6 separate regions of the Mus musculus genome follow, and all the other regions are linked to region 5. The links are chromatin contacts, called in public HiChIP or PLAC-seq and promoter capture Hi-C maps. All regions are on one chromosome and are shown on one strand. The core of a region is the stretch at or near the end of the contact, and the rest is flanking DNA. Distances in the headings are between cores, read along the strand shown. Region 1 holds the start of Mcm5 (minichromosome maintenance complex component 5). Region 2 holds the start of Zfp963 (zinc finger protein 963). Region 3 holds the start of D130040H23Rik (RIKEN cDNA D130040H23 gene). Region 4 holds the start of Zfp964 (zinc finger protein 964). Region 5 holds the start of Tpm4 (tropomyosin 4). Region 6 holds the start of Zfp869 (zinc finger protein 869).

Region 1 (4,271 bases), core at 1,414-3,913, 3.0 Mb after region 5:
AATCCTAGAGGCAGAGACAGATGGTTCTCTACGGGTTCAAGGCTATCCTGATCTGCATAGAAAGTTCCAGACCAGCCAAAGCCACTGTGAAGACCCTACTTAAAAACAACAACAACAACAACAACAAAAGTTTCTGAATCTGTACTTTCTATCCCTTTTCTCTTTGTGTGTGTGGCAGCCAGGTATCTGTACTCTCTGAGTTACCTCACCTACCTCCTTGAACCAAATTTTTGTCTTCCTCATAAATCACCTTATAATCTCATTTATAAAATCCCTTCACCAGTCTAATAAATCCCCTTTTGCAATGTTAAGAAAACCTTTTGTTAAGGAAACAACACATTCCTCTCCCCTCCTACCAGGTTAGTTTAGGGTCATTCAACTACAAAGTCCCCAAGTTGCCTGTTTAATGGATCTGAAAGACTTATGCCTTCATTCCTCTCTCCTTAAGTCTATCTATCCATTTCTTTCTTTTTTTTAAGAGTTCTTATTTTGGGGGGGTGGGTATGGGGGGCTTTTGGGATAGCATTGAAAATGTAAACGAGGAAAATACCTAATAAATAAATAAATAAATAAATAAATGCAAAAAAATTAAAAAAAAGTTATTATTTTTAAGTCCTTTATTTCTTTCTTTCCTTTCTTTTCTTTCTTTCTTTCTTTCTTTCTTTCTTTCTTTCTTTCTTTCTTTCTTTCTTTCTTCCTTCCTTCCTTCCTTCCTTCCTTCCTTCCTTCCTTCCTTTCTTTCTCCCCAGACAGGGTTTCTTTGTATTCCTGCTTTCCTGGAATTGCTCAATCTCAGCCTCTCCTCTGTAGAGCTCTGTAAAGCCTCTGCCTCCTGAGTGCTGGGATGAAAGGCATGCGCCACATCTGGCAGTTGATTTATATTTAAAGATATATGTATGTGTTTTGCCTATTTACTGCATGCATACCTGGTGCCTGTGGAAGTCAAAAGAGGGCATCAGGCTCCCTGGATGGTTGTGAGCCACCATAGAGAACTGATTGTCTACAAGAGCAGTCCCAGCAGCTCGGCATTTAATTGCCGAGCCATGTCGCCAGGACTCTGTCTTTTTTTTTTTTTTTTTTTTTTTTTTGGTTTTTCGAGACAGGGTTTCTCTGTGTAGCCCTGGATGTCCTGGAACTCACTTTGTAGACCAGGCTGGCCTCGAACTCAGAAATTCGCCTGCCTCTGCCTCCCAAGTGCTGGGATTAAAGGCGTGCACCACCATGCCCAGGCATAGGACTCTGTCTTTTGACCAGTGAATTTGCTGACTCTGCTTCACTCTGACTTTTGCTAAAATTCTGTTCAGTGCCTAAGTCCAGCATTCCATCTGTACCTGAGGGGAAGCCCCAGCCAACAATGCGGAATTACATCCCTGCTATTGGTGACAACTGTTAAGAACAGCCTCGATTTTGGTCAAGAAGCAAATAAAGCAATCTAAAATAAAATGTGTTAAACCTGTCTTGGCACACAGGGATTACCATGAAATGCTGAGAAAACCAAGTCTTAGATTCACCTGGTATTTTTTTTTAATTGCAAAAATGCTCAAACTTTATTCTCTGTAAATATATGTTTGAATGGTTGCTGCAGCAATAGGTTTCCACTTGTTCGTGTGGATGGGAGGAACTCAAAGGAAAATCTACACTAAGGTTGCTATGCTAAATCTGCCTCCCCCCCCCCCCAAGATTTCCATTTGGAATTTGGCCATGAATTTTGCATGGTTTAAGCATTGCCAAGGAATTAAAAAAGTTCTACAGTCATCATAATTATTCGTCTGAATCTGAATGAAAGAAAACATCCCTGGCTTCCTGGGCTTTGGTACTATCTGAGTAGGGGAAGGTGAGCCACCTGGTCCCAAAGCTGCGGAGACAGCACTCTGGCACCTCCTGCCGGGCTGGAGCAAGAGTACACCTCAGGCATACTGCTTTCTCACAGCAGCTCTGAAAGGGGTGGTTTTCTCATATACTTATTTTAAAGGCAGGGTTTCTTCAGCCTCCCTAGTGCTAGCAGATATGGGGGAGGGCTGATAAGTCTACTTTTTATTTATGTGTCTGTATCCAATTGCTCAGTCATTGCTCCAGTCCGTTTCCTTTTACTTAAAAAAAAAGTGTACTTATGTACAGATACATATATCTTTCTCTCTCTACATCTAACATGTACGTGGCCCATAGAGGCCAGGAGAGGACATTGGGTTCTCTGGAGCAGGAGTCACAGGCAGTTCTGAGCCCCTGACTAGGGTACTGAGAACAGAGACTGGGTCTTCTAAAAGTACAGCAAACGCTATTGACCACCGATCCATCTCTCAAGTCCCACCTTTTTACTTGGGAAAGGGGCTCCCTAAGTCACCCAGGCTGGCCTTGAACTTGCGATCCTCCTGCTTAGACTTTACGAGGAGCGGGGCTGACAGACCTGCGCCACTGGGCTAGGTTTTCTCCGAAGGCCTAAGGTTTAAACGCTCACAAAGCTCCCGAGCCTCTCCGCCATCTTTGCTCGGTTAGCTGCTAGCGCCAAGAACTTTCGCGCCAAAACGTCCAGCCTCACAAAATGGAGACCGGAAAGAGTTGACTCGTGACGTCACCAAGACGCCACAGCCAATCATCTTGGGAACCAGGCCTTGGAGGCGGGACTCAACCGGCGCAGAGCAGTCCAATAGCTATCCGCGGCGCTGAACGAACCAATAGGAGCGCAGAGACCGCGGTGGACAAACGCGGAGGCTGGTTTTTCCCGCGAAAGTCGGCTTCCTCTAGGAGGGCTGAGGTTCGTGTGGCGCGCCGCTGTGAGGTGAGGGAATTGCGGGACCCCGTCTAGGGAAGCTCCCGCCGCCCCGGGGTGCTCAGCTCTCTGTCTCCCTTGACCCAGGTACAGTCATGTCGGGCTTCGACGACCCGGGCATTTTCTACAGCGACAGCTTCGGTGGCGACCCCGGTGCGGAAGAGGGCCAGGCCCGCAAGTCGCAACTGCAGAGGCGATTCAAGGAGTTCCTGAGACAGTACCGAGTGGGCACCGATCGCACGGGCTTCACCTTCAAGTACAGGTGCGACAGTGTCCGTGAACCATTCTTACGGGGGACGCCTTTTCTTGACAGTCCCTCTTCAGGCCTAAATTTAGGATAGAGTGGTCTACAATTAGGTGTCTTTTGAGAGAGGTGGGGGCATTGGTGCCTGTGAGGACCGGGGTGCACAGGCACTGCTGCTGACGGTCCCTCAATGCACCCTTCCTGTCCCTCTGCCCCTTTGTTGACCACTAAAGAGATGAACTCAAGCGGCATTACAACCTGGGTGAATACTGGATCGAGGTGGAGATGGAGGACCTGGCCAGTTTTGACGAGGAACTGGCTGACCACTTGCATAAACAGCCGGCCGAGCACTTACAGCTGGTGAGTAGCACCCATTTCAGAGCCTCCTAAACCCGGGCCCTGCCCCATCATCACCAGCAGCTTATGCCTTTCCTCTTCTTCAGCTTGAGGAAGCTGCCAAGGAGGTGGCAGATGAGGTGACCCGGCCCCGGCCAGCTGGAGATGAGCTGCTCCAAGACATCCAGGTCATGCTCAAGTCAGATGCCAGCCCGTCGAGCATTCGGATTCTGAAGGTAGGAGTTTATTGAATGGCTAGTCAGGGTGGCATGGCCGCTGTGTGGTGCAGAAGGCGTCTGAGACAGGTAGCTTGGAGCACCAGATGTGTGACCCTGACCAAGACATTTGACTTAACTTAGTCTTTATCCTGTGTAAAATTACCTCAATGGGGTTGATGTCTTAAAGGGAAGGCAGAGTTGAGTCTTGCAGAACAACAGTGAGTTCCTATCCATCAGGGAGACTAAAAAAATAGTAAATGCCATCCATAACTGGGAGGCAGAAGTAGAAGCCTGGTGTACATGAGACCCTGTCTCGAAAAGAAAAGAACGTGGGGACAATGTGGCTATTGCTGAGAGGGTAGAGAGTTGAGGAAGAATACTTTAGAGGAAGTGTTGTTGGAGCTGAAATTGATTGATGTGTAGCCAGTCGGGTCAAAACCTTGAAGAGTGTTCCACCAGACTCAGTCTAATGAAGGATTGCAACAGGGAAACCAATGGAAATCATCTCGTAGGTGTCCTCTGGTACAAGTCATTCCTTGATTTAAGCCTGAATCATAATTAAGGCTTAAGCCCTTTAGTTTTGTTTCGTTGTTTTGTTTTTTTCCGAGACAGGGTTTCTCTGTATAGCCCTGGCTGTCCTGGAACTCACTCTGTAGACCAGGCCGGCATTGAATTCAGAAATCCGCCTGCCTCTGCCTCCCGAGTG
Region 2 (3,803 bases), core at 477-2,976, 2.4 Mb before region 5:
CAGGGAGGATTATGGAAGGAGGTTTGGAGGGAGAAAAATGAAGGGAGAAATGTTTAATTGTATTAGAATCTCAAAATAAAATTGTTAAGTATAACACATAAAATACAAGTCTTTTCAAATAGGAAATTCCAAGACCAACAAAAACTCAAGGAAATAATAAGAAAACTTCTTGGGGCTGGGGAGATAGCTCAGCGGGTAAGACCACTAACTGCTCTTCTGAAGATCCTGAGTTCAAATCCCAGCAACCACTGGGATGTGTTCTGGTGAGTCTGAAGACAGCAACAGTGTGCTTATTTATAATAATAAATAAATCTTTTTTAAAAAAATCTTCTTGAATACAAGATTAACACAAGAAGTCCATCTTCCAGTATAATAGCAATGAGCAACTGAATGGTTAGCAATTTCCCCGAGTATGTAGCACCACAGCTCAAAGGAGACACAAAGAGAAGCATATACTAAATTTCACAAAGATCCTTGGATGAAGATAAATTTCTTTTTCAAAAATGAATCAAGCCAGGCACGGTGGCACAGGTCTTTAATTCCAGCACTTGGGAGTCAGAGACGAGGGATCTCTGTGAACTCAAGGCCAGCCTGAGCTACATGGCAAATTCCCATACAGCCAGGAATACATAGAGCAGTCACTCTAAACCTTCCTAACGCTGCGGCCCTTTGATACATTTCCTCATGTTGAGGTGACTCCCAACCAAAAAATTATTTTTGTTGCTATGTTATAATTGTAATGTTGTAACTGAGCAGTATCTCAGTTCCTAAAGCCATTGGGAATTAGTGTTTTCTGATTGTCTTAACCGAAAGGTAAAGAACCACTGACACAGAGAGATCCAGTGTCCAGAAAAAAGAAAAAAAAAATCAAATAAGAATATGCACTGGCCTAGTAAATAGAAGACAACACCAAGATGTTGCTTTCCTCAATTTACACTATAAATTCAAAACACAATCCCAACAAGAATGCTAACATCTTGTGTAACAGCAGAAAGCCGTTCTAAGGTTTATATGTAAAGGGGGAAAAAAAACCCTCAACGTTCCAGACAATTCTAAATAAATAGTACACAAATAAAAGATTTTATCTTTACAAAGAAATTTAATGATCATAATAGTGTACGAATATTTGGAAACTAATTTATCTACAAAACAGTATAAAAAAAGAACCTCACAAAATAGTCAATGTTCTTTTAAAAGAGCAAATTAAACTCAGGAGAGTAATTGTCTTCACAAATACTATCCAACATAGGCATAAATAAGCAAAAACTTAAGAGTTTACAACTCCCACAAAAGTATTTCAAAGTGGACTCTCCACCAATATGTGAAGACAACTCAGGGGAACCGGCAGGACCTTGAGTTCAGCAAACAGCCTCAGGGTACAACACAAAAACCACTTCGTGGCCGTGACGTCACCGACACGGAGGGCGGGGCCTCCCCTGCGGCGCCCTGAGCTCTGCGCAGACGCGGCCGAAGGGCGGAGCGACACAGCCGCAGCGACCTAGTCGCCGCCAACCGCAGCGGGCCTAACGCCGCACAAGCGAAGAGCTACCGATAGCTGCCACTCCTCTCCACCTGGGACAGCGGCCCTGCGCTCACCATGTCGCGGCTTCCGAGCTGCCCGTGCTCCCCTCACAGCGGCGGCCACAGCGCAGCACACGCACCCACGGGGCCTCCCTGAGCCACGGAGTTCAGTCTACAACACGGCGGACAGAGAAAATCCGCCTCCCACTGCCCTACCTCGCTCTTGATTGAGTGGTGTAAGCTTGAAGGCCCTGATTGGCTAGGTCCGCCCAGCGACTGCTGATTGACAGCAGGAGCTGAAGTGATGACCAGGCAGTCTCTGCCCTGGACTGCCTGCCTTTTACTCCAGCATATGGTCAGGAGAATTTACATTGACGCAGAACTTGTTCTTGTTCTTGGAGAGCTGGGCCCTGCTGTCTCAGTGAACTCGGCAAGCACTTCCTAGTCTAACAGGGTACCAGATGGTTCTCGTAAGCAGTCCAGTTACCAACTCAGTGTCTAATACAATGGCCCCTGTGCCTCAGACCTAGGAGGCCAGTCAGACCACTCTGGTTCCAGTTGATACTGAGAGGTTGAGAGCACATGCTGCTCTTCAGAGGACCCAAGTTCAATTTCCAGAACCCACATCGGGTGACTCCAAACTGTCTGCAAATACGGCTGCTTAGAGAACCCAGGACCACCAGTCCAGGGATGGCCCCAGCCACAATGGGCTTTCCCCCCATTAATCTCTAATTTTTAAAAATGACCTCACAGGCTTGCTTACAGCCCAAGCTCATGGAGACATTTTCAATTGAGGCTCCCCACTCTGATGACTCAAGCTTGTGTCAAATTGACATAAAACTAGCCTGCACAAATAAACATACCCAATGCAAACAAACAGACAAAATTAGAGTTGATAAAAAAAAAAACAGGAGCTGGAGAGATCGCTCAGTGATTAAGGGCACTTGCCTGACATAGTTACATTTCTGTTGCTATGATAAAACTTCATGATTGAAGTGACTTATAAAACAGTTTAACCAGGCTTAGAGGTGCAGTGTGTAACAGTCCATGCTGGTATTGTTAAGGCTTGGCCACAGGCTGAGGACTCACACCTTAATCCACTGAGAATGGCACAAGTCTTTTAAAACCTCGAAGACCACCTCCACCACCAAGGCTGCACCCAATTCTTCCCAAACAGTTCCATCACTGGGGACCAAACACTGAAACATGGCCTATGGAAGCCATTCTCATTCAAACCACCTCCTTCCACTCCCTGGCCCCCATAGACCATACTATAATGCAAAATGCATTTGGTTCTCCGTCAAAAGTCCCCATAGACTTTCACAGTCTCAACATTATTTAAAGGTCCAAATATCTTCTAAGGCTCAAGACAATTCTCTCCTTGGCGGATGTCTCATGGCTCTAGGATCTCCACTGAAATCCAGGTTTGAATTCCAAAATGACTCACAATAGCTTCTCAGTACCTTCCATGCAGGGACTACACTGCCATACACTCTCCATAGTTACAGACTTGACTCTAAAGTCAGAACCACACAGACATCATGGCCAAATTCTGCTGCCTTCTTGGGATGGAGCCTGGCCCCACTGAATCACATTTGCAGCCGTTTTCCTTTGTCATGGTTTTGGGGAATAGAAAATTACTTGGGCTTTTCCTTTTTACATGTTAGAAGCTTAGCTGGGTAGGGTCTTGTCCAGAGGCACCTGTGGTAGTTTGAGTGGCAGGCCCCCATATGTTCATATACTTGAATGTTTGGTTCCCAGTTGATGGATTGTTTAGGAAGGATAAGTGTGGCCTCATTAGAGGAAGCATGTTGCTCAGGGTGGGCTTTGGGTTTCAAAAGCCAGCACCTGGCCCAGTCTGTCTGTCTGTCTGACCCAACTCTCTCTCTGGGTGTGGATGTGGGTGTGTCTGCCTGCCAGCCTGCTTGGTGGCTTGAGGTGGAATACAAGCTAACAGCTACTACTCCAGCACCACACCTGCCTGTTACCATGCTTCTTGCCACAATGACCACAGACTCTAACCCTTTGAACTATATATAATGTCTGAATTAAATGCTTTCTTCTATAAGTTGCCATTGTCATGGTTGTCTATTCACAGAAAGAGAACAGCAACCTCTGTTCTATGGACTAATATAACTATTTCCTTACATAGATTAGAACAAGACAATGAGGTCTTTATCCCAATACAAATTAGGTCTTGCCTTGATCTCTTCCCATCCCTGCCCTCTCTTGGTTGTTAGGCAGGGTTTCTCTGTGTAGCTTTAGCTGTCCTGGAACTCACG
Region 3 (3,710 bases), core at 728-3,227, 2.9 Mb before region 5:
GCTCCTAAGTAAGATATATTCACAGACTCATTTACTTATGAGGAACCTGCCTGACTCCATTTTGAAGGCAGCAGCCATTATGCTGTATTTTTAAAAAATAGGTTTCCATTTACTGTAAGAGCTGAGCTGCTGCTTTTAATTTTGTTTCCTGGAGCTTGACCTGTCCCAACTCATGACCTTGATTTATTTTTGAGGACGCCTTGAACATTCCTGACCCTTCCTAACCACTCTTGCTAATCACATAATGACCATAGTGTGTGTTTTTGAGATATTTTTTCATATTACTTTACTGCCTCCATGTCTCCCTTCTGTAAACTGGCTTGGCAAATCTTATGATTTTACTCCTTAAAGTGGGTCAAAAATGAAGGGTTTCTCTCTTTAACCTGACTTAGGGGGCAGTTGCTGGCTAGCTCTTGGGTGCATCCCAATAAAATCAAGCTTGGTTCAAATTTGGCTCAAAATTGTGGTAGTGGCCTTATTCTCTCCTGGCTAGATTAACACATGATTTTCATTTATGATCTTGTGGTACAAGATGAACATGCCGGAGACATTTCCTTCCATCTTTTAAGATAATTTTTTTATGTTCCTGCTTGACTTTGAGTTAGAAGGCACATAAACGTCTCTGCTTTTAGATTGCGACCATGTTCAAAAGTGTATTTGTTAAATGAGCATGTTGAGGAATAAGCAGAACTCCACGTGAATGTGTCCAGGCTTCCTAAGAAAAATCCCCATGCTTCCTTTTTTGAGAAACAGCATTGCTTTGGAAATGACTCCCATGCCCATACAGGTAAGAACTTTGGCTCAGCATTTCTGTTTTGTCTGCTGTGATAGCAATTTTTGATAGTCAGACTGAATACATCTGGAATTAACTAAAACCCAATGGGCTGAAAACATGCGAGGGATTTTAATTAAAGCTTTTAAAGTGGAAAGACATTTCAGGATCTTTTGAGGTGACAATATTCACCTTTAATCTGGGCCACACCTTCTGGTAACAGCCTACTTTTGTAAGTTCATTTCTTTACTGGCATTAGAGCCCCTATCTTTAAAATCGTGGGTTATACTGAAGACCGGCTGAGACAACCAGCCTAATGGACTGAACTAGTGAATTCTTCAACTTTTAGTTGGTAGACAGCCCTTCTTGGACTTGCTGGACCACAGCCTGTGAGCCATTCTAATAGATTCCCTTTCTACCTACATAGAGATCTGTTTTATCCCTTCTGTTCATCTAGAGAACCTTCACTAATACACAGCTATGTTCTTTTCACCTTAACTCAGGAACATGCTGGCTAAGAATAGTGTTCATAAAAGGCATGTTTCTATGAACCAATTCATTCTAAGTATTCAAGTTACCATGGAGACTATACTTTTCATTATTACTAATTTGTCAGGAGACAGGCCTGCATTTCATGAGGAAAACTCCTATAGGAGTGGAGTACCATTCAGCCTTCTGGTGGGAGGTATACCTATCATTGTGTTTCTGATCTGGTTCCAGCTTTTCTCTCAGGATATTCTGACGTACCCTTGCCTCCCAGGTTACATGCAGTTGAACTTCACCTAGCCTCAGTGTCAAGCAAAAGAACAAACGTTTTGATTCCTAAAATCTCTCCTTAATTGTTAATATTGTGGCTCCCTTCTACTTGTGGGACACAAAAATCACTCCACTCCACATTGTGAAATGAGATGCACAAGCCAGCCACCCAGTGTCCAGGAGGAAGAAGGAAATGTTGCTGAGTGCAGAAAGGCGGAAGGGTGAATGGTTGGAGGCAGGGGCAAATGCGACTGAAATGCAAATATGTGCATATCCGGGAAAGGTCTGGCCTTGGGGTTGATATCAGCTCTAGCAAACACTGTGCTGTGTCCCTTCTGCATCCTCTAAGCATAAGGGGGAGGTTCTTGTCACTCAAGTCTCATTAGCCAATCAGACCCTTGAGGCGGACCTCCAGTCAGAAGGGGAGGCGGGCTCTTCCGGGGGACTTTCTGCAGGCTGGAATCTGAAGCTTCCTTAGTGCTAGTGGTTCTTTGCCACTACCTGCGGCTTAAGCGCGAGCCTGGGAGAGAAGATATGGTGAGCGAGGGGCGGTTGCCTGGTGAGCAGTGGGCTTGTGAACCTCGGGAGCCCGTGTGGTTGGCCCTCCCTGGGGTCGGATGGGAAGCAGTGGTTAGATGCAGCCTGCTGTGAGATTCTTTGTGGTATTTGCATCTCCCTAGACCCCAGTGGTGGTCTGGGAGCTGCATCTGCGCAGAGCCTTGGGAACAGGGGTAGTGTGTAGAAGTATCCTTGTAGTCAGTTTCACCAGGCTTTTGTTGCATCTGAAGATGGCAGTTTGCCAAACTCAGAGAGTCCCAGTTTCTCTAGCATCTCTAGAATTTCTGTGCTTCATATTTAATATTTAGGAGTACGATCCATTTGGAGTTAGTTTTGGGGAGGTAGTAAATGGCGTTTCATGTGTTCGTTAGCACTCCGCTAATAATCTGTGATGGAGAAGGGTAGAGTTGATGATGGAAAGGATTTACCAATGCTTAGGAGATAATAAGTCACGCAAAGTAGAGTTTAGCTAAGGGTGGGCTGCCTCTAAAGCATCCTAAAGATGATGATAAGTAGTATGCTAACCAGGCTTCTTAGACATGAGGTGATCAGAAACACATGTTCACTCACCAGAATTGTCTCGACATTTGGCCCCAAACTCTAACAAAAGATTTACAACCAGCCACTAACGCAATCCGCATATTAAAAGGCAGTTAGTTGTCTAAAAGCTATTCAAAGAAGTAGTGCACGGTCACAACTAACATCAAGGTCTGGTGTGCTATACAGGTCTAGTTTTTCCCACTAAAAAAGCATAGTTTTGCCCGATGGGTAAGACACAGCTCTTTGAAAAGGAAGGGCACTGTTGTGTTGAGGGCTGGCCTGATCTAGCAAGGTTTTCCCTGAGGCTTTCCTGTGTGGAAAAGGAGCACTGCCCCTTCTCAAACTGAGGAACAAACCTGGTAGATCCAGTAGAAACCTGGATTGACACAGTTAAGTCAGCTCAGAGGTTTGAGACACAGGCCACTCACTGGCTGTAGCTGTGTGTCATGGGTTATACATCTCAACAGCTAACACTGTGCCCAGAGGCAAGGTCAATCGATATCTTATTAATGGCATTCCCTCTACTAAGGAAGGATCTACTCTTTTTCCAGGTCAATAGTGCTAAGATTTTTTTTTCAATTATTTTTACCTTTTAAAAATTTTTTAACTTAATAACATGTACACTTTTTATTTTCTTAATTTAGGTTATATGTGGGAAACTGAGACAGTAATTCAAATAAAAAAAGTGTTTTGGTTGTACACATAGAAGAGGTAATGGAGCAGAAAAGTGAGAAAAGCAGAGAGAACAACTGAAGGTGAATCCCCACAGGGAAACTCCAAAGCAATGTAAAGCACACGGGGAGTTTCCCCACCAGGAGAAGCAGCTGGCTGGGATCATGCTTTTACACATCACCTCCAGTCAGCAATTTGTTAAAAGTTGTCCGTCAAGGGAGATGATACACGTACATTTCGGCACGCTGAGCCTGCTGCAATGACTTAGGGTGACAGGCAAAACTAAAATAGCAAGAGACAAATATACCAGAGGGCTTAGAGTTAGCAGGTAGGCGGGATGTACTGATGTGCTCAGTAGAGTAATACAGACAGAGCACCAGCAATGCTGACCACATTTGTCATAGCATTCTCC
Region 4 (4,087 bases), core at 1,460-3,959, 2.5 Mb before region 5:
GGTGGCTCACAGCCATCCATAACGAAATCTGATGCCCTCTTCTGGAGTGTCTGAGGACAGCTACAGTGTACTTACATATAATAAAAAAATAAATCTTTTTTAAAAAAAGAAGGGTTACAAAGGGGACTTCAACATCCCTCCAATAAAGAAATATTTAATTTTTGTATATTAAAGAAATATTGGCTTTTGGGTGTCAGCCATTTCAATACTACAAAGTAGAAATGTAAGGGCTCTTTGGAGAGTTTGTTGTATTGGATGGGGTTTTGCTGAGGCAAACACGTGAAGGAGTGTTTTCCTGAAGTGGACACATGTGAAAAGATGCTCTGCTAAAGCAAGCACATGAAAGGACATGTGATGAAGGATTCTTTGCTAACCACACGCATGTATTGGTCCACCTTACATTGTGCAGTTGAGCTGCATTTGTCAGAACTCCATAGAGATAAATGCACCAAAAAACTCCTGGTGATGTGCTGCAGCTTCTTGCCACTTCTGCAGACTTGGGCTGATTGGCAGAGTGATGTTAGCTGAGACAGACATACATGCTGAAGTATGGCATGTGTTTAGGCAAGGCACAAAGAGAACTCATGATGTTTGGAGAGGGTATAAAAGGGACTCAGTGCACAGTGACTGAGGCTGAGCTAGGCTTGCTTATAGAGCTAGCTGTGCATCACGTGTTGGTCTTTTGACTTCTTTGATGATCTTCACTTCGCTGAGAAAAGCACAGCCAAGAACTCTTCCTGGCGTTCCTGCTGGTTGGTCCTTTCTGCTGCCGAGGCTGAGGCCTGGCTGTCTCTGCTAAATAGTACCACCACTGCTGACTCATGTTTGCTATCCCAACTCTATCAAACTGGACTGTTGGTATATCTGTGAAGTGTTTACAAGTGAATCGAGCTGCTGTTGATGACCTGTGAACTGAACTGCAGATTTCCAGACAATGCAGATGGAAGGTTCTCCAAAGAACCTTTCTAAACAGGTCCACTTCTCCTGTATCCTTTCTTTTCCACTACCTCTGGAGGGTGGTGGGCTAGAAGGAAGGCTAAAGCATTTAAGAACCATCATTAAAAATAGGTTTTGAAAAAATTAAAGTTAAACACCACATGATTTAGTCTGAGCTAGCATATGTGATGGTGTGAGACAGTGGTCCTCACCCTTCCTAATGCCATGACCTTTAATAGTTCATCATGATGTGGTGATCCCCCCAACCATAAAATTATTTTCTTGGCTACTGTATAAACTATAATTTTGCTACTACTGTGAATCATAATGTAAATATGTGTTTTCTGATGATCTGATGACACACAGGTCAAGAACCACTGAATTGGACTGTCATTGTCCATTTCAGTATAAAGTGCATTTAGAGTTCACCAGTTACAGATAAGCAGTAGGTGCTGGGCATGTTTCTTCCAAGCGCTGGCTGGTACCGGCCCATAATGAGACTTGGAGTTACCCATGGTTTACTATGTAACTTAAATCATGATAAGGAAAAGAGGAAGCCTCAAATCCCGAGTTATTCCTTAGATAAGGCTTTGTACCCTAAGCCAGGGAGATGGGAAATTTGAGAAAATAGCAGAACTGGCCTGTGAGAAACAAAGAACAGAAATTTCTCCCCCAGGGGGACTTAAAAAAAAAAATCTTGTGCCAAAATTCACAGCCGTTTTTGCCTTTTCTCTAAGGTTCCGTGTCTCTCTGAAGAACTGAATATTTAAAACGCCTTCATTTTTCTCCAGTCGCTTGGAATTTGTTATTATCTTATTTCCAGCTGTGAAGTTGAGCACAGAGGACCAGATACTGGACTGAATTATAAGTTAAGAGTTGTAAAATCACAGTACAGATAGCGTCTTAATAACTCTACCAGAAAGAGCTGATGAGGAGCCAGTGTGTTCTGGCCTCTAACAATGACCAGACTTTGTGCAACTTTAACTAGCCCAGATTTTTACAATGTAGACCAGGCTGGCCTAGAACTCACAGAGATCTGTCTTTCGCTGCCAGCAGAATGAGTGCTGGGATTAAGGGGACTTGTACCAACCACCAAGCCCCACTTGACAGACCACTATCAAAAATTTTGGCTTCCGGGCTGGTGAGATGGCTCAGTGGGTAAGAGCACCCGACTGCTCTTCCAGAGTTCAAATCCCAGCAACCACATGGTGGCTCACAACCATCCATGACGGGATCTGACTCCCTCTTCTGGTGTGTCTGAAGACAGCTACAGTGTACTTACATAAAATAATAAATAAATCTTTAAAAAAAATAAAATAAAATAAAAGGAGCCAGGCAGTGGTGGCGCTCACGCCTTAAAAAAAAAAAAATTTTTTTTTGGCTTCCCTGAATAAAAATCCAGGTCCACGGAATACATCATACCCAAGGTCCTATAACAATTCTAGGTCTGAAGCAAGAAATCACTACACTGGACGTTGAGTTGGTAAATGCACTGTGGACACCAACGACCCAAGACCAATAGGAACTAAGCTTTTGAGATCACCGAAGACTAAAGTACCCAGCAAGAAGCAGGCAGGTCTGGCTTTTATGCAAATCTCTCCCGAGCTGAGCGAAGTCGGGCCCTAGCCAATCAGGGCCTCCAGACAAGCCATCCAATCAGGAGCGCCAGGGAGCGGTGGGAGGCGGGCTCCATCGCAATCCCGCTGTGCATTCCGCTGGGAAGCGGAGAAGGCGCAGCGGGTTCGGCCCCCTTCGCTGTGGCCACTGCGGCCCGTAGCTAAGGGGAGCGCGGCCGAGCTCGAAGCCGCGCCATGGTGAGCGCAGGGCCGAAGTCCCCAGAAGGGGAAGAGCGGCCGGCTGAGCCGCGGGAGCCGGGGTGGTGGGTCCTCCTTGGGACTGGGGGAGGGGTGGGTCCAGCGTCTGGGAAAGTTCGGCTTGGTGCGAAGATTAGAGTTTAAAAGGCGAAGCCGCGAGCTCCCCCCGGACGGATTGCGGCTGGCCAGAGGGAGCCAGGCTGGCCCGGAGAGACGAGGGCAGCACGCTGCAGAGCCCAGAGCACCCGCGTGGGCGGGGTCGCTCGGTGCTGAGCTGGTCTGCCCACAGCTCCTTCGACGGCGCAGGTTTCTCCTAGTGCGGGTTGTGACAGCTTAACGTCGCACTCACTTGTAACCCTGCGTGCGGGCTTCACAGTAAACCCGCAGCTGTTGGAGGAGAGGGGACAGCCTGGGCTGCCCCAGGACAAGGGAGAGAAACGTGGAGCGGGACTAGCGAGTAGACGAAGTGGAGGACCCCTGCCGTGCGCTGCAGCTCTCTCCTTCCCCCTCCCTCTCTCCTACTTAAATCAGCCTTATTTATTGGTGTGTGTCCCCGGTGTGTGTGTAGAGTGAGGAAGGTGTAAGGTCACAGGACAACTTTATGGAATGAGTGCTGTCCTTCCGCGATTAACGGATAGAACTCAGGTTGTCACAGAGCCTAGTATAGTTTATTTTTTCTTTTCTTAAAAAATATTTACTCCTTCCCACCCACAGTCTGGAAGTTAGATGCAACAGCTTTGCATAGCATGCTGGGTAAGTGCTCTATTACTCCTTAGGCCTATCTGCAGCTTTATCCTATCTTAATGATAATTGCTTTTAAGTCAGTTTTGAAGTTGTGAATCATGAATCTCTGCTTTGCTCTTTCCCAGGGCTGTACCCGTATTCTAACATCCTTGCAATTCCATGACTTTCCGCAGCAGTTTTCAGTCTGACCAGGTGTTCACTGGTGTTCCTTAGGTGGTGTGACCCTGAGTGTTTCAAGGCGCTTACCATCAAGTGAACAAGGTTTTCCTTTTAGAACTTAGATTCTTGCTGAGCTGGTTGGGAGTCACCTTTCATCCCAGTATTCTGGAGACAGAAGCAGGTGGATCTCTGTAAGTTCTAGGTCAGCCAGGTCTATGTCGTGAGTTCAGGCAAGTCAGGATTACATAGTGAGAACCTATCTCAAAAGGAAGAAAGAAAAAAACAAAATACTTAGGTTCTTGGTTCCTCCGAATCTCTCTGTGGGTGGCATCTTTTGCTGCCAAGCCCAGAGACCTGGGGTTAATCCTTATAAGCCACTTGGTAGAAGGAGAGAATCGAGAACCACAGAATTTCTTTGAACTCCTGTCCCTTCA
Region 5 (4,228 bases), core at 1,294-3,793:
CCATAAATACTCCACTCTACAGGTCCAGAAGGAAGACAAATGGGTGAAGGCCAGTCTTGGTCTTTGAGGTGTCTTTAAGGGAACTGACTGACTCTCTTAGTCAAAGACAGCTACCTGCCCTAAAGTGTTCAAAGTTCACCAGATCAAGGTATTCATAGGGAAACTAAGGCCAGAAAAGTGACGGGGGGGGGGGTTACATATCTGGGGCTGGGAGCAAGACTCCAGGCTCTCTGTCTAGAGGTCAAGGCCCTCCCTTTAGCCTGAAGTGCTAGGAATGATATGATGGGCCCAGTCACATCCATCATAGTGGCAGACTGGGACCAGGTCCAGAGTGGCCTTGGAGATGTCAGATAAGCCAGCTGGAACAGCTGTCTGCTGGCTCATCTAAGCCTGGTTCTACCATCTAGAGGGTGGGCTCTAACTCCTATCCACTAAAGAGTGTCTGCCTTGTGCCTGCTTCCCATCAGCCCAGAGCCTCAGGACTTCCCAGGTGGCACCTCTGACAAGCTCTCCCTGTGGGAGGAAAGAAAACAACTTTAATCCAGGGTCAAGAGGCAAAGGCAGCAGATGTCTGTGAATTTAGAGCCATCCTGATCTATACAGTGAGAAGCAGTGTCAAGAAAAAGAGGGGGAGCAGAAGTGGACACTTGCATGTTCTCACACACACACACACACACGCACACGCACACACACCCGCCCCACACACACACTCACAAGTGTGCAGACACACATATATAGCTGGTTATCATCGTAATACTTACTGTCCACAGAGATCTGAGTATTGGTGTGAGCATGGAGTCCCTATCAAATTTATTTTAAGAACTGGGGGGTTGGGGGAAGTGGTGAGTGGACGGGTGTTAATCTACAGAAAGGCAACCACCCTCAGTGTTTCCTGCTGAGGAAGGACAGGAAGCTTGGCCTGGAGTACTGGGGGGTGGAGGGGAGTCCTGCTCTAGACCACATACAGCATCAGGGATAGAAGGAGATACAGAGATCCTGTGGAGTTGACACAAGAGTGACCCTAGCAGCTAGGAGGTGTCACATGGCTGAGTGGTTCTCAGAGAGGTTGATGGGATGCCTAAAACAGGAATTGTGGGGGACAGACTCTCAGAACAAACAGCACTAGATTCTGGGGAAGGTTAAAGGACACATTAATTAAAACAGATGCATGCCAGGCGGTGGTGGCACACGCCTTTAATCCCAGCACTTGGGAGGCAGAGGCAGGCGGATTTCCGAGTTCGAGGCCAGCCTGGTCTACAGAGTTCCAGGACAGCCAGGGCTACACAGAGAAACCCTGTCTCAAAAACAAAAACAAAAACAAACAAACAAAAAAACAGATGCCTAACAAATGTGCAAAAGTTAGAGGAGTGAAAATTTGATCTTAGAGGGGAATTGGTCCCTGAGAGTGGGTCTCTTCCAGGACAGACCTGAAAGCCAGGTGTGGGAGCCAGATTGGAGTGGGAGCAGGATGTGGGGCTCTTGAGGGTAAGTTTCTCAGCAGGGGAAAGGGCTTGCACACTGGTCAGAAAGTTTCTGCCTACAAAACTGGGAGTTTCTATAGGCTCCACTTTGCTTAAACAGAGATCACCTGAGAGCTGCATTCAGAAAGTGAGAATGCAAAATCCAATTTGTAGTGTTTCAAACTAAAGCTATGACTTCCTCAAGAGAGTGGGGACTCTTATGAGTCCAAGAATGGCCAGTCCTTAGGTCAAGAGTAAAATCCCTCTGTATTCAGTAATGCACACTTACCGCTCTGTGTATGTGGAGGGAGTATTTTATATTTTATGTGAGGGTGTTTTGCATGCATGCATGCCTATGCTAAGGGGTCATGGAAGCAGAGAATGTTGGCTCCCCTGGAACAGGAGCTGGGAATCAACCTGAGTCCTCTGTACAAGACCTTGTCTATATACACTTTTTACTTTCACAAACTTGTGTCCTCTGAATGAGACCTTCTTTATATAAACCTTTTACTTTCTACATTAATGTGGGCGCATGTGTGAGATTAATGGACTCTGGGCATTAGGCTTGGTGGCAAGCACCTCTACCCATGGAGCCATCTCATCAGCTCATAAAGACTTTGTTCATTTGCAGGGCCTTAAACTCCCAGTCCTTCTGCCTCAGCCTCCCAAACTCCGGGCAATGGACCATTAGGCTGACTCATTATCTTCTGTGTCCCCAGGTGAAAGAGCAGCTGACGTAGTTCCAGAAGAAACTGAAATGCGTGGAGGACGAACTGGACAGGCACTCCGAGGACCTGACAGACTTAAAGAAGACTCTAAAGCAGACGGAGAATAAAGGCTCCCAGGTAAGTGCGCGGCCGCTGGGCCAGGCGGGGCGGGCAGTGAGGGAGGACGAGGAGCCCACAGGGCAAAGGCGGCTAGCTGCACCGACGTCAGCCACCCCCTCCCACCCACCCCCCGCCCGGTGCTGACGTCGCGGCCGGCCCGGGTGACCTCATGGGCCTGACAGCAGGGCCGGGGGGCGGGGAGAGGCGGGGGCGGCCCCGGCGTGGCCAAGGCTGGCGGGCCCGGGCGCGGCCGCCCAGCTGTCGCCGGAGCCCAGCAGAACGATTGAGCTATGGCCGGCCTCAACTCACTGGAGGCAGTGAAGCGCAAGATCCAGGCCCTGCAGCAGCAGGCAGACGACGCAGAGGATCGCGCGCAAGGCCTGCAGCGCGAACTGGATGGCGAGCGCGAGCGGCGCGAGAAAGTGAGAGACCAGGACCCGCGCCGTCCGCGACCCCCGCCCGATCCCACTTTTCGTCCCGCGCGCTTCCGGGCCCGCAGTGCTCCCTGGCGCCCTCTTTTCTTCCCAGCTCCGCATGCTTCTAGCTCCCCCTTCCTCCGTCTCCCCTCCGCCTTGATCATCCATACCCTTGGATCCTGGAGCCCCGTACGCTGGCGGGGCAGGAACTGGGAGGTTGCGGGGGGGACAGTCCTGCGCGGGGCACTCCGGAGTAGTGGGGCAAATACCGCGCTCCCATTGTCTGCGGCTGACCAAGGTGGGGGCGGGGGCGGTGCGCGCTTTTGCTTCTTCGCGCCCGAACTTTCCCGGCACGTCCTTAGGGTGCGGCCGCGACACGTCCGCTGAGGGCGGGGTGGGGACAGGAGAATTTGGACGCTGGCCTGCAGGACACCCACCACCACCACCATCACCCTGTGTCCCCCTAGCCCCAGGTAATATCCACTAGGGGGCCTGCCCGACGCCGGAGCGCCCACTGTATGCGCCTTCCCTGAGAGTTCAGGGACCGGGGTGCATGAATAGTTCGGAAAGAGGAAAGGCCTCCGCGCCTCCTCTTCATCCCTGGGTCAAGCCCGGGGCCAGAGATGGGTCTGGGTTCTAAGCCCAGCTCTGGCACCCACAAAGCGTTCGATTCGTGTCTCCCAAAAGTCTGCTACAGGTGGGTAGAAAGAAAAGACTAGGGAGAGGCATTCCAGACGTTTCCGGGGCAAGGAGAGCCCCTTGCCTGAGTAGTAGGGCGGTGTTTGCTAGCGAAGGAGACTCACAGACAAGGGAAGAAGTGTTGTGTGATTGCCCAGGTCTCCTGAAGCCGTAGTGTGGGAACTCAGGGCGGGGACCCTAGAAACTGAAAGGCTAGGTGGAGTTGGCAGTGCAGGTACCGCCTGGACTCCTCCCAAGACTGCCTGGGCGACAGCCTGGCCTGGGTAGAAGCCTTGAATCCCTCAAGGACCGCTCGGGCTGGAGAAAGCCTCAGAACCGGGCGGAAGCTCTGCACAGTAGCTGTTACGGCTTCTCATACGCCCGTCCCACCCTAGACATCTCCAAAATGGCCTCGAGACTCCAGCCAAGCCAGGAATTTGGCGGCCCAAGGGTGGAGTGCGGGGGATGCCTTTTGGAAAACTCTGAGCTGCTTTAAAAGTTCATGTGGGAAAGCATGCTTCTTTTGGTTGTAGAAAGACATCTCAAGTTGATTCCGGGCCAGAAACACCCAGACTAGAAATGGGGTTGGGGTGTGTGTAGCTGATTTCTGGGCTTGTGTCCCAACAGCTGGTTTCATTTAGATTTTTGTGTGATTAACCGACGTCTTCCTGTTGCTTGGCCACAAGTATCTAGCAAGCCTCTTTTACCTTATAAGGGAAACCCTTTGTAGCCGGTGGAAGGCTTTGATTGCAGGAAGGGGCGGAGCTCAAGATGACTTAGGATGTGTGTGTGTGTGTGTGTGTGTGTGTGTGTGAATGAATGCATGGATGTGAACTAGAGCTCTTTC
Region 6 (4,089 bases), core at 1,324-3,823, 2.4 Mb before region 5:
AGAGAAGCCCCTCCGCAGCAAACTCGGAGATGCACAGTTAGTCAGGACATTTAGACCACCACTTCCAGGGCGCTGAGATCACTGTGAAAGATGAGGCACAGACAGTAAGGCCCAGAGACAGTGAGATGGGATGTAAAATGTTGACTTTTCAGCACTGCAGAGCTAATGCTCTGTATGACCTCACTTTACAACAGCAATGCATTGCTGTAACGGACCTGACACAGGACTGGGCCCATCATGATTTAGATACCAAGGGATTCTAAACAAAGGCATTGTTTTCAACTGTGTACCCACTACCGTGCTCAGATGCATGGGCAGGAACCTGCAGCCACACGGATGATCCTGGTTAAAACCAGAATGGTTTTTTTTAGTGGCTCTCAAAACAAAGAAGGAGATGAAGGGGGCAGAAAACATGGATATTTCACAGGGAACTGTAAGCAGGAGAGGACAAAGAGGGAAATCAGAGGGCAGGACATTACAGTAGTCTTTATACATGTATGAAATTGTTAAAGGGAAAAAGAACATCAGATAGGTGTCACGGTGCATGCCTCTTACATGAAATTATATGTGAAATTCCAGCACTTGGAAATAGAGGCAAAAGAACCAGGAGTTCAAGGTCATTCTTGCCTACACAATTTCTATCTCAAAAGCACATGCTAATTTAAAGAAAAGTCAGGCTAAAGAGGTGGTATGGTTCAATGGTTAAGAACACAGATGCTGGTCTGGAGAGATGGCTCAGCGGTTAAGAGCACTGACTGCTCTTCCAGAGGTCCTGAGTTCAAATCCCAACAACTACATGGTGGCTCACAGTCATCTATAATGGGATCTGATACACCTCTACTGGTGTGTTTAAAGACAGTGTACTATATACATAAAATAAAAAAATAAATAAATCATAAAAAAAAGAACACAGATGCTATTTCAGAGGTCCAATTCCCAGAGTACACATGACAGCTTACACCCATATGTAACTACAGCTACAGGAGATCTGATGTCCTCTGCTAGCTTCCGCAGGCACTAGGCATACAAGCGGTGCAAACGAAACACCATACATAGGATACAAAAGGATGCATCTCCCTCCCCTGGCCTCAGAAAGGGATGGACACCAAGCACTAGGATGGCACGGCCTGAAACCAGCCTATCATCTGATACCTGTGTGAGCCAAGGATCTAGTCAGGGACGCAGCTTCAATTCAACTGAGTCCCTGTCAGTTCACCAGGACCAGTCAGTCTGCCTTTCATATCATATAGACCACTACAGCCACTTTCAAACCTGACATCCTCGGGCTTCATTCAAAGCTCTCCCCCTGTGGCTCACTAGTCGTGTGTTCTAACTTCTCTCATCAACTGAAACACTGCTTGCATTTCTCTTCGCCAACTTCTGGGACCCTCTGAACTCTGCTGCAGCCTCTTTAACTTATGCTGGTTGTGTAAACAGCATATGTGGATATAATTATATATTTACCGTGTGATATGAAAAAATATTAATAATTAGGATTTGGAAAAATTGAACCTTGGATAGAATATCTTGGAAATATAAAATATCTTGGAAAAATAGCCTTGGCCAGATTACCACCAGAGGCGTGACACCTTTTTACTTTCTATTCAGTAAATTATGAAATTGTGGAAATACACAAACATATTTGTCTGTTTCTGATATAACATCCTCATGACCAGAAGACACAATCAGAAAAATGTCAGTTCCCAGGTTCAATTACAGATTTAAGATAATTCCCACAAAATGCTAAAAAGTTCTTATCAGGTACATAAAAGACATTGCTGAATTTTATATGTAAAATACTTTTAAAAAAACACACAAAATGGTTAGCACAATGTAGACGAACCCACAACACACTCGTAACATTTCCAATCAAATACACAAGACAACACACTGTTTAGGAAGAATAAACAGATCCACAAAAAAAAATTTTTTTTTAAATTAGGAGACAAGCTGACCTTTGATAAAGTAGTACAATCTTTTCTAGAACTGTTTCTGGGACACCATCCGAAAGAAACTCTTGGACAAAGACTCGGAGAATTTCACAAAATTAACTCACACTTGATGCTAGACCTACGAAGCCCACAACGTCTAGACCACAGCGCAGAGAACACAGCAGTCATAAGTGCGACACCAAAAGCACAAACAGGGCGCCAGCACTGGGCGGTGACGTCACCAACCCGGAAGCTACCCCCTGATTAGGAGGAGTCTTCCGCTCCCCGCGCTCTGCGCAGACATGGCTGGAAAAGCGGAAGTGATTAGAGTCCTCCGAGACAAGCACTGGCCAGTGACGGGGCCCACGTCGCCCAGTGGAACGCACAGGGTGTCCGCTCGGCCGGCCGGTCCCACCGCTCCCCCAACCCCGGGAAGGACCTATCACCCCGGCTCACGCGGCTCAGCCGACCGCTCCTCCCCATCCGGGGACAGCGGCCCCGCGCTCACCATGGCGCGGTTGCTGAGCTCGCCTGCGCTCCCCCTACAGCTCCCGGCAGCGGCGATCACACCGCAGCTCACGGGACCACGCGATGCCTGCTTAAGAACAGAATCTGCAGCATGGCGGCGGATAGGACCCACCTCTCGTCTCGTCTGGTGTTCTTGATTGGACATCTTGCCCCGAAGCTTTGATTGGCTAGAGCTGCACCACAAGTCTGATTGACAGGAGTTCCCTAGATGCAGCTGCGTGGATGACTCAATTCCATTGCTCTAATTGGCTAGCATGCCCTGAATGATGAAGCAGTTCCTTTAGGCGCTCTTGAGTGAGTGGCCTGGCCTGAAGGTTCTGATTGGCTAGCACTGCCCTACGAGGGCCTGAGTGACAGGAACAGCTTCGCTTGGTCCTTGTGAATGAATGTCCTGCCCTCAGGGCCCTGATTGGCTAGTGAAATCTGAATGACAGCTCCCATAAGTGGATGAACTGAAATTAAAAGACGTGGACCACACAGACCTTCCCAACTCTGGCTTTCACCCAAGTTCATGCAAGTCTGCTTCAAGACGATCTGATTGAAGCAGGACTTCCTTGTGCATCCCAGAACTTTCACAGCTTGTCTTCTTGCACTCAGTAGGTACTTAAGGTTCTTCCTCTTGGAAGCCTTGTTTTTGTGCACAGTCTATTACATACACTCCCCAAGGCAGTGATCACTTTGCCTCACAACTAGACCAGGGCCCAACCCAACCCCTATCACATCGAAACAAGACTTGATGTCCTCCGGGTTTCAGGAATTTCAGCAAGTCACGCCAAAGATTGCTCAATTATAACAAGTTGCACCTTTTCTTTTTAAGCAGAGAAGCGAACCCATTCCAAGACCAAGGTGGTGTTGCTTTTCCTGCAATCCCAACAAAGGAGGTGGAAGCCAAAGAACCAGGAATTCGGGATATACTTCCTGAAAAACTTCCAGTATCAATCACAGACTACTCCAGGTCAACAGAAGGTATTGAAAGACTCCGAGAGGAGCCCCTCGCTCAGGCCTCAGGACAATAGCGGACACCCAAGAACTCACGACAGACCGAGCTTGTTGCAAACCACATGAGGCTTTATTCGGGGAAAGCCAGAGCTCTGGGGACGACTCATATCCCACGCAGGGGTAGAGGAGTTGTCCTCGAGGGGAAAGAGGTCCCAGTTTTTATAGGCCCTCAGGGGGGAAAGGAGAAGGGGGAGATTAGGGGATTTCCAGATCTAAACAATGTCTATTCTCAAGAAATGGGTATGGGAGGGGTACAAGGAAAGAGTCTAATGAAGGTGCAGCAATGGGCACACACCTGGTCAGAACTTTGGCAGACACACAGGTTCAAGAAGTGGCCAGAGCATTGTGCACCTCTATTTTTCTAAATCAGTGAAGCTAGTTCTGCTAACACTGACGTCTATCTTGCCAATTTCAGGGCTTCTGTGTCCTTTTACATTCTGCCAGGATCTTTCAGTATTTGAAGGAGCCTTACACATTGAAGATGCCTGTATCCACGAGGCCACAGAAATGACCAAACCACACTAGAATAGTGAAGGAAGACAGGAGATAGCTAATTTTTAAATAAGCAGATAGCTAAGGAGAGTGGCTCTGGATCAAATCAAACTGATTAGGAGTTCATCCACTTGGGATC

The links. Promoter capture Hi-C pulls out the DNA fragments that hold promoters and counts their contacts. HiChIP or PLAC-seq counts read pairs in DNA pulled down with a chosen protein or histone mark. Capture Hi-C pulls out chosen DNA fragments and counts their contacts.
Region 1: an H3K4me3 HiChIP or PLAC-seq map of embryonic forebrain shows a contact between it and region 5, with 7 times the contacts expected there. The contact joins the promoter of Mcm5 here to the promoter of Tpm4 in region 5. A contact is called at or near these places in 2 of 115 datasets of contacts at active chromatin or transcription factors (astrocytes and embryonic forebrain).
Region 2: a promoter capture Hi-C map of hippocampal neurons shows a contact between it and region 5, with 3 times the contacts expected there. The contact joins the promoter of Zfp963 here to the promoter of Tpm4 in region 5. A contact is called at or near these places in 1 of 39 promoter capture datasets (hippocampal neurons) and 1 of 115 datasets of contacts at active chromatin or transcription factors (double positive thymocytes).
Region 3: an H3K27ac HiChIP or PLAC-seq map of thymic regulatory T cells shows a contact between it and region 5, with 13 times the contacts expected there. The contact joins the promoter of D130040H23Rik here to the promoter of Tpm4 in region 5. A contact is called at or near these places in 1 of 39 promoter capture datasets (hippocampal neurons) and 1 of 115 datasets of contacts at active chromatin or transcription factors (thymic regulatory T cells).
Region 4: a contact with region 5 is called in a promoter capture Hi-C map of hippocampal neurons, with 4 times the contacts expected there. The contact joins the promoter of Zfp964 here to the promoter of Tpm4 in region 5. A contact is called at or near these places in 1 of 39 promoter capture datasets (hippocampal neurons) and 1 of 115 datasets of contacts at active chromatin or transcription factors (thymic regulatory T cells).
Region 6: a contact with region 5 is called in a promoter capture Hi-C map of adipose tissue, with 3 times the contacts expected there. The contact joins the promoter of Zfp869 here to the promoter of Tpm4 in region 5. A contact is called at or near these places in 1 of 39 promoter capture datasets (hippocampal neurons), 1 of 484 Hi-C or Micro-C datasets (uterus), 1 of 115 datasets of contacts at active chromatin or transcription factors (thymic regulatory T cells) and 2 of 9 other capture datasets (adipose tissue and liver).

Annotation. Positions count from the first base shown.
Region 1 is chr8:75,106,846-75,111,116 of GRCm38.p6, forward strand. It overlaps Mcm5 (minichromosome maintenance complex component 5), which reads left to right and starts at 2,664. Exons shown (of 17, transcript NM_008566.3): 1 at 2,664-2,776; 2 at 2,855-3,029; 3 at 3,245-3,371; 4 at 3,455-3,583. The coding sequence starts at 2,863.
Region 2 is chr8:69,748,236-69,752,038 of GRCm38.p6, forward strand. Zfp963 (zinc finger protein 963) reads right to left here and starts at 1,727. Exons shown (of 4, transcript NM_001200023.1): 1 at 1,597-1,727. The coding sequence starts at 1,599.
Region 3 is chr8:69,269,127-69,272,836 of GRCm38.p6, forward strand. D130040H23Rik (RIKEN cDNA D130040H23 gene) reads left to right here and starts at 1,978. Exons shown (of 5, transcript NM_001384124.1): 1 at 1,978-2,065.
Region 4 is chr8:69,651,847-69,655,933 of GRCm38.p6, forward strand. It overlaps Zfp964 (zinc finger protein 964), which reads left to right and starts at 2,710. Exons shown (of 4, transcript NM_001177527.1): 1 at 2,710-2,750. The coding sequence starts at 2,748.
Region 5 is chr8:72,132,745-72,136,972 of GRCm38.p6, forward strand. It overlaps Tpm4 (tropomyosin 4), which reads left to right and starts at 2,544. Exons shown (of 8, transcript NM_001001491.2): 1 at 2,544-2,709. The coding sequence starts at 2,578.
Region 6 is chr8:69,714,329-69,718,417 of GRCm38.p6, forward strand. It overlaps Zfp869 (zinc finger protein 869), which reads right to left and starts at 2,574. Exons shown (of 5, transcript NM_001039965.1): 1 at 2,440-2,574. It overlaps Gm51532 (a long non-coding RNA gene), which reads left to right and starts at 2,779. Exons shown (of 2, transcript XR_003947396.1): 1 at 2,779-3,425.